Linked DNA regions of Mus musculus: regions 1 and 2 are each linked to region 3. The links are chromatin contacts, called in public HiChIP or PLAC-seq maps. All regions are on one chromosome and are shown on one strand. Each heading gives the region's core, a stretch centred on a gene start, on an enhancer-like site or on the middle of the called end of the contact. The rest is flanking DNA. Distances are from core to core; before and after follow the strand shown. Region 1 overlaps Bfsp2 (beaded filament structural protein 2, phakinin). Region 2 holds the start of Bfsp2 (beaded filament structural protein 2, phakinin). Region 3 holds the start of Topbp1 (topoisomerase (DNA) II binding protein 1).

Region 1 (3,595 bases), core at 867-3,366, 150 kb after region 3:
CATGAGTGTGTGTATGAATATGTGTATATTTGTGCATGCATGTGTTTGTTTGTCTGCATGTGTGTTTATGTGCATGAAAATGTGTAGAGGGCAGGATACAGTTCTACAAATGCAGAAAGAAGGTGGAACCATGGCTGTTTCAAGTCGGACCACACAGAACCACTGGGCTTTGGATAGACCCAAAGCTTTTTTTTTTTTTTTTTTAATTTTATTTTGCCTTGCCACAACACTATAGGACATATGGCTTTGTGACATTTCCCATCTATTACAAATTCCTGATATTAATTAATACAAGATGCTTGAAACTATGTCCAAAGACACTGGGTAGAAACACAGAGATTTTAGAGGTTAGATAGAGCTGGCAACCCTGTAGCTTGGTGGCCTTTAAATTTTCATTCTGGGCTGAGAACAGGAGTAATGTGGATAGTGCCTGCGGGGCAGATAGGGTGGCTTTGTCCAAATGTCTGTGCTCTGAGGCTGTGCGGGCTCAGGGCTGGGGGAGGCAGAGGGCCTTCCTGCTTTTTGCTGGTGTTTAGTAACAATCAAAGATTTATTCCACCCTCAAGTGGGGGCCGATTATAGGCTCCGGCTTGCCAACGTACAGCCTGCTGGCCCTGCTTTCCCACTGTCTTCCCAGACAGAGATCCTAAAATAAATTAACAGTCTCCCCTCCTCACCACAGAGGACCCTGCAGTAGCCACCACTGCCTTTCCTAACCAGGAAGAGATGTGTCCAAAAAAGACCAGTTATGTGGTATAAGGAGGGTTAGAACCTTTGCTGGGGTTTATATAGACTCAGAAAAAAAAAAAAAAAAAAAAAGCCAGGCGGTGGTGGTGCACACCTTTAATCCCAGCACTTGGGAGGCAGAGGCAGGCGGATTTCTGAGTTCAAGGCTAGCCTGGTCTACAAAGTGAGTTCCAGGACAGACAGGGCTACACAGAGAAACCCTGTCTTGGAAAAAAAAACCAAAAAAACAAAAATAGACTCAGAACTGGTATGGTGGCCCAGAGAGGGGTCCTGACCAAAAGCAAAGCATGGGGCCTGTAAGGGAAAATCTTCAGGAAGCCTTCCCAGAGCTGAAGCTAGGAAGGGAAGAGGTCAGAGAAGCTGTGTTTATTAACTGTCTTAGCCTGGACCCAGCATAATGCCTGAGCCAGCTTGTCCGGGCTCAGATAGTGAACCACTAAATATTTTAGGAGTTTTGAGCTGGTTAAACATGCCATCGTGAAGAATTAAATTATGTGAGCTTACAATTAGTTGCTTAAAAACAAAGTCAGTACATACTCAAAAGGCAGTAGTCCCTGCCCCTTTCAAAATGTAATGATTTTGAAGTTACCTGCTTTGACTCTGTCTGGATGTTGGAAATGCTACATTATGGAACCCTGTATCTCTTTCCAGCCCTGTATTAGTGAGATGTTGGTAACTTGATATCAGCCAAGGTCAGAGTATTTGCACCAGGGAAATTGGCAAACACTATAAACCACAGGATTTATTTGTAGGGAGACAATTGTTCATGCTAAATATGCCCCACCTTGACATCAGTACTGGATATTCACAACTTCATTAAATGCTTGTGGCACTGGTTTAAAGCTGTCAACACCTTCACGTCACTGGAAAGAATATTATTGCTCAGAGAACTGAAGTTGTCCCAAGTCACAGAGCTGGAAATGTCACAGAGCCACAATGCCACCCCATGTCAGCATGTGTGTATGTGTGCTCAAAAGCGTGTGTGTGTGTGTGTGTATGTGTGTGTTTGTATGTGTGTATGGTTGTATATGTGTGTGTGTGTGTGTATGTGTGTGTTTGTGTGCATGCACATTCTCTTGAGGGAATGTTAATATTGTATTGTGCTTGTATATGTGTGTGTTTACGTGTGTATGTGTTTGTGTGTATATGTGTGTTTCTGTATGTGTACATGTGCATGAGTGAGTGTATATGTGTGTATGTATGTGTTTATGTGTGTGTGTTTGTGTGCATACACATTCTGTTGTATGTTTGTGCATGTGTGTGTATTATAAGCTAAAAGGCTCATCATAATTTAGTGACCCTCCTGGATCGCTGTCTCCTTGCTCCTTGGTTTCTTTGCTCTCCACATGCAGACAGCCAAGACTCTCAGTTCCTCTTTGGGTTGCACCATGAAGATAAATATCTTTCTCATAGGTTCTGAGATTTCTAGCCCAACCCCACTGATACAATCCTCTTTCTCTTCAAGCCCCAGTCCCTTGTTTTGCTTCCAGAACCACATGACTGTATGGGTCTGGGGGATGAGCTTTGTAGCCAGGGAACTTTCCTGCTGAACATTTTCTCAGGAGAAGAAAGAGTATTTCTATTTTAAGCTCTGAGAGGTGTACATTAATTATCTGGTCCTCACTGATTTACAGCTGAAGAGGATACAAATTAACATTGCCTCTGTGCAACTTTCTTTCCAGGAGAGAAGCCAGTGAAAATACCAAATGTCACCATGAACAGCCATTGGACAGATGAGACATCCATAAGAAGAGCTACCTGTGACCTTGGAGCCACGTGGCCCTTCTCTCTAGGGAGAGAAGGTAGAAATGAATGACTTGTGGTCTTCATTAGTAACACTGAACGGCAGGCAGGCTGGAAGCTTGCTATAGGGAGAGCTGGGAGAGCTAACAGTGGGGTGTCCTCACCCCCTACTCTCCCTCTGACCTGAAATGCCACTGTCACAACTATATGCTTTAATGCCAGGTTCCCCACTCAAGGAGACAGTATGTGGTGATATGAATATATACTGTCCCCTCCCCCAGACTTAAGTGTTATGCCTCAATACTCAGGTGGTGGAGCTATTTTGGAAGGTTCTAAAAACTTAATGAGGTTGGAAGCCTAGTTATGGGGAAGTAGCCCCCTGGGACATGTTCTTGGGGCTGTGTATTTCCATGACCTTTCCTCTGTTCCTGCTTCCTGGCCATCCTGAGGTCATCAGCTTTCCCTTCCACCATAATGTTCCGCCTCACCACAGCCCAGAAACAATGATGCTGGCTGACTGGACCGAAAGGCTTCAAACTGTGAAAGAAAAAGAAGCCTTTCTTCCATTTAAAGTCATTTATCCAGGTATTTTGTTACAGCAACACAGGGCTGACAAACCTGGCTCATCAGAGCAATGTCAGTAAGAACTGATTGTGGGATTGCGTGGTCTTGAGGGAAAGAGGCTCGGGACCTGTAAGTAGCGACAGAGGGAGAAACACATGCTTTTCTAGAGGACATCTTGGATGGATTCCAGAGATGGGCAGTGAGAGGCTGCGGTGGGTTATAGAGTAAATTCTGAGGGGCTGGTGAGGAACAGAAGACATGGTGATGGCTGTTGCTGTGGAGGGAGGGATGGCTGTTGAGGGAGGGATGGCTGTTGAGGGAGGGATGGCTGTCAGAGGTTTATTTCCCCCTAGCCCTCCTCATGGAGGTGTCTTTAGGATCTAGTGGTTCTTCAAGGGCAGTCCCCAGCATCCCTGGGAGCTCATGGGAAAGGACCATACCCCACGTCAGTGTAAGATCAGGATTTCTGAAGCTGCATTATAAGAATCTGTGTTTTAACCATCCACCCCCTCTCCTGTGTTGAATAAATGTTTTTGTGTAG
Region 2 (3,345 bases), core at 165-2,664, 170 kb after region 3:
GGCTGAGAAAGCCAGGGGAAGCAAGCCAGTAAAGAACGTCCCTCCATGCCTCTGCATCAGCTCCTGCTTCCTGGCCTGCTTGAGTTCCAGTCCTGACTTTCTTGGTGATGAACAGCAGTATGGAAGTATAAGCTGAATAAACCCTTTCCTCCCCAACTTGCTTCTTGGTCATGATGTTTGTGCAGGAATAGAAACCCTGACAATCCCGTATACCCATTTTATCTGGATATAGAAGCACCCCTCCATTTATTTAGTAGTTATGTAAACTAGCACATCCACTCAATGGTATTGGGTTCTTTGATGGCTTGAAAACCATCAAAGTGACAGAGGCAACCCCAGATAGCAGGACAAGTGTAACTCTGAGGAAAGAAAATCCAGGGTCAGATATCTGCTGCATCTTGCCAATATAGTGGTTCTTAACCTTCCTAACACTGCGACCCTTTAGTACAGTTCCTCATGTTGTGGTGACCCCCTAGCCATAAAATTATTGCTACTTCCTAACTGTACTCTTGCTACTGTTATGACTCATAATGTAGACATCTGATATGCAGGATATCTGCATGTGACTCCCAAAGGGGCTGAGACCCACAGGTTGAGAACAGCTGCTCAATTAGCTGGTGAACTGGGGGACCTTGTGTTTCTCATCTGAAAACTGTATGTGGTGAGAGATTGGTTACAGAACATTGTTGGAAATTTTTTTTGGGGGGGTTGCATTATGCCTAGGGGGTCCTGGCTCCTGGTCAGCCTTAGTGAATGGCAGCCAGTGTTAACACTAGACCATCAGTTTTGGTATGGAAGAGATCTACTTCCCTGGCCTCTGATCACCCACCATCTTTGCTGCTACCTTCACCATCCCCTCTCAGACCTCTAGCAAGCCTCTAGACACAGCTGGGGGACTTACCTGCTGGTAGCTGCTGGCCCAGGAGGCGCGGAGGGCATCCCAGCCTCCAGAGCTCTTGGCCTTGCTCTCCAGGTGAGCCCGCAGTTGTGTTTCCAGTTCCTGGCTGACTTGCTCCAGAGCATGCACCTTGGTCATATATTCCACTAGGCAGCCCCCCAGGTCCTCAACAGTAGTGTGATCCCTTTCTGGGCCCGGAGCAGGCACGTTGGCAAGGCCTGAACTCCGCAGGCCCTGTAGAAAGACACTGCTGATGCCCAGGGCCCGGCGGGTCACTCGGGCACCGAGACCACCTATGCCACCACTGGGTGCGACTCCTACATAGACCCCAGGGGCACGGACGAGGCTACCCACAGCACTGGTCCTGGATGCTGGGGGGCTATCCAGGGAGGATGGAGAGTGTGTTCCCCTGAGGGATGACACCCTGTGCCTCTGCACGGGCATGCTGGAGTTGGTTCCCGAGGGCAAGTCCGCTGCCACTCTCCTCTTGCTCATCCTCTCTGCCTCTGTGGTGCCTGGCAGGTTTACAGGGTCCAGGGGCTTTTGGTTGCCAGCCCCAGCCTGGTCATGGGCCTCTCTGGAAGCTTCCCTGTCCCGTGTTCTTTGTCTACTGCCTTCCATGAGCTTCGGGCATTCATTGAGCTGGAAGAGAACCGCCCCACCAGCCTGTGAGAGGCACACAGGCATTCTCTGTTGCTGGGTCATGTGCCCAGCCGTCCAGACTTTTCTGGGGTGGGGGTGGGGGTGGGGGTGGGGTGTAGCAGTGCAGCCTGTGGGAATGGATCATCTAGATTTGCCTATTTCTTTTTAGAAATGGTCTCTAATGTAGATAAGCCTCAAAATCCTTATGCAGCCAGGATGACTTTAAATTTTTGATTCTTCTGCCTCCAATTCCTGCAATAGAATCCAGGGTCTCATGCATACTATGAACCCCAGTCCATGGCTTTTATTATGTCACTACCACAGAGAGGGCCAGGCAGGCAACAAACTGTCCCTACTTCACTGGTGAGCAAACAGGCTACAGAACCTTAGATGACACGTGTTCTGATATCCATATCTCACACTACAAGCTGGGACTCCGTGTAAGGGCCTCTGGGCTAATTACAGAGGATGTCCGCATCTCTTTGTGTATGCATGTGTGCAGGTGTGTGCGCGCACAAAGGAGCCAGCCATGGAGGAAGGCAGCCCCACAGGCCCAAGGGAAACAAAGCAAGCCTGGTCATGCTTTCTTCCTTCAGGTCCAGTAGCCATTCCAGGCCCCTTCCAGCTCCGTCCTCCCCTCCCCCTCATGTCTGCCCTCTGACACTCTGCTTGTCAGCAGCTGGCCGTTGGCCATGTTTCTTCTCCTCTAGACCTTGTGGTACATGCTGCTTGATTGCTAACTCTGACACAGCCAGCAGACGTTTTAGGACCTGAGCTGCAGGGCAGCTGTTAGGCTCTGGTCTCCCTTCCACCTCTGTCACACCCTTTAATAAAACCAAGAAGGGAGAACAACAAAGGGATTTCTGGAAAGTACCCAGGGGTGCTCCAAGTTTGGGTTTTTTCAGCACCTCAGGTTTTTCTTTTCTTTTTATTTTATGTACATTGGTGATCTGACTGCATGCATATCTGTGTGAGGGTGTCAGATCCCCTGGAACAGGAGTTACAGATGGTTGTGAGTAGGCACCTCAGGTTTTAATCCTGGCCTTTGGCATCTTCCAAGTCACACTGTCAATGGTTATATCCCAATCACTTTGGGGGGCTAGAATGGTCCCTTCAGCCTGAGCATGACATAGCCCTAAAACACCATGTGCTGAGTGAGGTTTTAGTGTATTGAAAGCATGCACCCCAAGTCCAGAGATGGACCTTGGATTCCTTGATCCTGTAATGTGAGAGTTGACTCCAGGCAAGAGAAGGCAACAGGAATCAATTTCTGGTGGGTACTGAGTATATCCAATTCTGAGCATAATTCCATTTTCTGATTTTTTTTTTCAGTTCAACTTTAGAACTCGGGAAAATAGACAGTTGACATGTACTGCTGTTTGGGGTGCATAATGTACAATTTCAGAAGGATTATCTCATAGGTACTATTATTTCCCTTTGTGATAAAAGACCCAGGGATCCCATGGCCAGAATGTACAGAGCTGAGAAAGCCTCTTTAATCCAGAATGTATAAGGTTGTCTCTGGGAGTTACCACTCACCAGGGTTACATGGCTGCTCATCTGCTAGAATTTTGTGTGCTTTTAGTTTCCATTCTTTATGAAAACTGCAACATTTCTCCTCCCGTTTTGTTTACTCGAGACAATGTAAGAGGGACTTTGTTACTTTTGTGTGTTTATGTGGAGACCGCAGATCAACTTTAGGGCCATCCTCAGGGGCTGTCGACCTTATTGAGACAGGGTCCCCTGTTGGTCTGGAACTCCCCAATTAGGCTAGACTTGTAGGTCAGTGAGCCTCAGGGATCTGC
Region 3 (3,474 bases), core at 404-2,903:
AGTGAGTTCCAGGACAGCCAAGGCTATGCAGAAACTCTGTCTCAAAAAATAAAATAAAATAAAATAAAGCTGGGGGTGGCTAATAATTCAGCATTTTATCAATAATTTACCCTTAGCAACTTTTTTTTGTTTTTGTTTGTTTGTTTGTTTGTTTGTTTTTCGAGACAGGGTTTCTCTGTGTAGCCCAGACTGTCCTGGAACTCACTTTGTAGACCAGGCTGGTCTTGAACTCAGAAATCCCGCCTGCCTCTGTCTCTGCCTCCTGAGTGCTGGGATTAAAGGCGTGATCCACCACTGCCCCCGGCTACCCTTAGCAACTTTTAAGAGGTAACATAAGAATGGGGTTTTGGTTAGAACCTAAGAGTTTTCTTACTGTAGATAGGCCAGAATAGTCAGATATTACCTGGGGACAGTGAAAAATGAGAAAGGGCATGAGCTATCAAAGGTGGCAGGATCTAACTGGATTTTTACAAGGAGAACGACCAGTAGTCAGACTACAGGTTTGGCTAAGTAAAGATTCTTTGTCACAAAATGCCGGAAGTACACATCAGAAAAGAAAAAAACCAACTTCTGTAATAAACTGTGCCGGGAAAATTGGATAGCCATACATAAAAGAAGGAAACTAGATCTTAATCTCTCTTGCGTTACACAAATATCAACTCCAAATGGATTAAAGACCTTAATGTCAGAACTGAAATCCTGAAACCAAAATAGTCAAGGGCTTTCTGAATAGGGCCCTAGTTGCTCAGGATATAATACGAACAACGGACAAATGAAATGGGATTGCGTGAAGTTAAAAGGTTGTGCACAGCAAAGAAAAATTAATCAAATGAATAAGCATACAGATGGGAGAAAATCTTTGCCAATTATACACCTGATAGAGGATATCTAGAAATACTTTTTTTTGGGGGGGGGGGGGTGGAGTTTCAAGACAGGTTTCTCTATATAGTCCTGGCTGTCCTGGAACTCACTTTGTAGACCAGGCTGGCAACTCAGAAATCCGCCTGCCTCTGCCTCCCAAGTGCTGGGATTAAAGGTGTGCTCTACCACTGCTCGGCTTAGAAATACATATTTTAAAAGTCTTGAATGTGAATATAACCTAATCAATAATCTAGCGTGCCTTTCATCACCCAGTCTTCTTTCCGTTACTGTTTTTGGCTTTGGTAAGGATTGATTGTTCATCCACTTTGGGGAGTCAGACCTTGACTTTCTTAACATCCTCCCACCCACAAGCCGCTATTAGCTTCATGCGCTGCCCCGGCACCGTCAGGAGAACTCGCCACTGGACCCCCTCGCCCCACTTCTGCACGTTCTGGACTTAAGGCTGATCGGTCCGGCCGCCCGCAGGCCCTCGCCACGAACGATGAGCTGCGCCGCAGCCGAAACTGTTGCCGCAAACCCAGACCCCAGAGCATCTCGGGAAAGCGTGCCCAAGGACCGCCCTCTTCCGACCGCTCCGCTTCCCAGAGCGGGGGCCCCGATGACGCCACTTCCTCCGGAAGAGGTGTGGCGTCCGCTCGGTTGGCGCGAAAGTCGGTTCCCGGTCTTGGCCCTTCCGGGTTCTGCAGCGTTAGCTTCGGGTTGGGGGCGCCGCCGAGGGCGGGGGCTGCGCGCCGGGCTGGCGCCCGACCCCAGCCGCCGTCCTGCCGGCCGCGCGCCCCCCGACTTGGTGCCCGTGGGCCCTCGGGCTCCACCTAGGTGAGCGAGCTTCGGCTCCTCCCGGCCGGCGTGGCCGCCCGGCGCCTCTTGCGGCCTTCGCGCCTCTCCTAACCGGCGGGTGGGCCTCAGGTCCCTGGGGAGCCGCGGCCTGGACGCTCCTTTCCCTGGGAGCTGGGCCGAGCGTGCACGACCTTGCACGGTGGCTGCTTGCGTTCAGAGTTCGTTAACTTAGGAGCAAATCTTGCGGGCTGTGGGTACCCGTAGCCGCAGCGGCGCCCTGCGTCGTCTTAAGCCCCATGCAAGTGAACAGTGAGTGACTGAGGACCAAACCAAGGGTCTCAGGGGATTCAATCAGGAACGTTCATTTTGTTCTCACGTTTGCAAGGATCCGTGTCCTTTTTTTTCTTCTTCGACTTTGCCCACCTTCTGGGGCCCTTTGTAAACATCTTGAATGAATTGATGAACCAAGCCAGATAGCTATGTCTTAGGCACTCTTGTCTGCATAAGAAAATAGTTGATTTGCAGGCCGGGCGGTAGTGGCACACTCCCTTTTTTGCCAGCTTGAGTGAGGCAGAGGCCGAGCATCTCTTGAGTGCCAGGCAGACCTAGTCTACAGAGCGAATTCCAGGACTGCCAGGGCTTGTCTCAAAACTAAAAAAAAAAAAAAAAAAAACCAAAAACCCTACAAAAATAGTTGACTTGTACATTTAATTCCCTGATTGACTGACTGACTTTTGTTCTTCTTGACTGCCTTATTCTCACAGTTCAGCTATGTCCAGAAATGACCAAGAGCCGTTTCTTGTGAAGTTTTTAAAGTCTTCGGACAATTCAGAATGCTTTTTTAAAGCTCTTGAGGTAAGAATTAATGGATATGTCTTATTTGATACTTGAGCTCATTTTCATGTTTTAAATGTTTTTGCTTTGTTGGATTTTATGTCTTAGAAGTAGATAATTTTAATGAAATTTTGCTATAGCATATGCTTAATACAGATAAATCACTGCTATATAATTTTTAGTTGATGCAAGTTTACCATTATATTTTTTGGGAGGATTGAAATCTATTGTGACAATTGGATGTTAACCTACAGTTTGATCCCCTACCCCCGCCCGGTCTGTGTCTGTTTGTGTGTGTGTCTGAGCCATCTTCCCAGTCCTCTGACTTAGAGTTCCTGACTTGTTTTGTTTACTAACCCCATTGATCCTTTAAGCACTGAAAAACGGAGTCACAATGCAATAGTTTTGGTTCATTGCTTGCTCTCTCTCTTTCTCTCTGTCTCTCTCTCTCTGTCTCTCATACACACACACACACACACACACACACACACACACACACACACACATATTCATGAATGAATGAATGATGGGAGTAGTTTTGAGCTTTGCCATTCACAAACCCTAGTAATGTCCTTGTAGCTTGGGAATCTATTAGAAATGCAGAGCCTTGGGATCCCAACCCACATTTGACAATTAGAATATGCATTTTAAACAAAAGTCCCAGTGCATATTCAGGTTTGAGAAGTTAGCTGTTTTTTTTTTGTTTGTTTGTTTGTTTTGTTTTTTAAAGTTCACTCACTTAGCAATCATCAATTGAGTGTCCGTCATCTGACAGGTTTTCCTCTAGCATAATACTTGGGGTACACCAATGATCAGAACAAGCAAATATCTCTCCTCTTTCAGCATACATAGAACAGGAAATCGGTATTAATCAGGTGATAAGCAAGAAACTACACAGTATGGGGGCAGTGAAAGAGTTGAGACTGAGTCTCACAGTGTAGCCCAGACTGATCTGGAACTCTGTGCTTCTGCCTCAGTTTC

What was found. HiChIP or PLAC-seq counts read pairs in DNA pulled down with a chosen protein or histone mark.
Region 1: an H3K4me3 HiChIP or PLAC-seq map of the 230-238 cell line shows a contact between it and region 3, with 12 read pairs. The contact joins the enhancer-like site here to the promoter of Topbp1 in region 3. A contact is called at or near these places in 2 of 39 promoter capture datasets (the C10 cell line and pre-B cells), 4 of 115 datasets of contacts at active chromatin or transcription factors (the 230-238 cell line, the SCID.adh cell line, embryonic stem cells and 1 more) and 1 of 9 other capture datasets (liver).
Region 2: an H3K4me3 HiChIP or PLAC-seq map of pro-B cells shows a contact between it and region 3, with 2.2 times the contacts expected there. The contact joins the promoter of Bfsp2 here to the promoter of Topbp1 in region 3. A contact is called at or near these places in 2 of 39 promoter capture datasets (the C10 cell line and pre-B cells), 4 of 484 Hi-C or Micro-C datasets (CD8 T cells, nephron progenitors, pre-B cells and 1 more), 4 of 115 datasets of contacts at active chromatin or transcription factors (the 230-238 cell line, large pre-B cells, memory CD8 T cells and 1 more) and 3 of 9 other capture datasets (adipose tissue, liver and pancreatic islet).

The regions. Positions count from the first base shown.
Region 1 is chr9:103,457,390-103,460,984 of GRCm38.p6, forward strand. The region is part of intron 1 of Bfsp2 (beaded filament structural protein 2, phakinin); the gene reads right to left. It overlaps 5830418P13Rik (RIKEN cDNA 5830418P13 gene), which reads left to right. Exons shown (of 6, transcript NR_040466.1): 6 at 2,430-3,595. Among named protein-coding and RNA genes, the nearest start is that of Gm16252, 13 kb to the right of the region's middle. Within about 2 kb of position 2,117, at least 6 of the 459 cell types and tissues checked have an H3K27ac peak or open chromatin away from gene starts, as enhancers often do. A contact at or near this core is called in the 230-238 cell line, where this site is marked.
Region 2 is chr9:103,478,834-103,482,178 of GRCm38.p6, forward strand. It overlaps Bfsp2 (beaded filament structural protein 2, phakinin), which reads right to left and starts at 1,415. Exons shown (of 7, transcript NM_001002896.3): 1 at 902-1,415. The coding sequence starts at 1,393. The region is part of intron 2 of Gm16252 (a long non-coding RNA gene); the gene reads left to right.
Region 3 is chr9:103,303,674-103,307,147 of GRCm38.p6, forward strand. It overlaps Topbp1 (topoisomerase (DNA) II binding protein 1), which reads left to right and starts at 1,654. Exons shown (of 28, transcript NM_176979.5): 1 at 1,654-1,698; 2 at 2,424-2,514. The coding sequence starts at 2,431.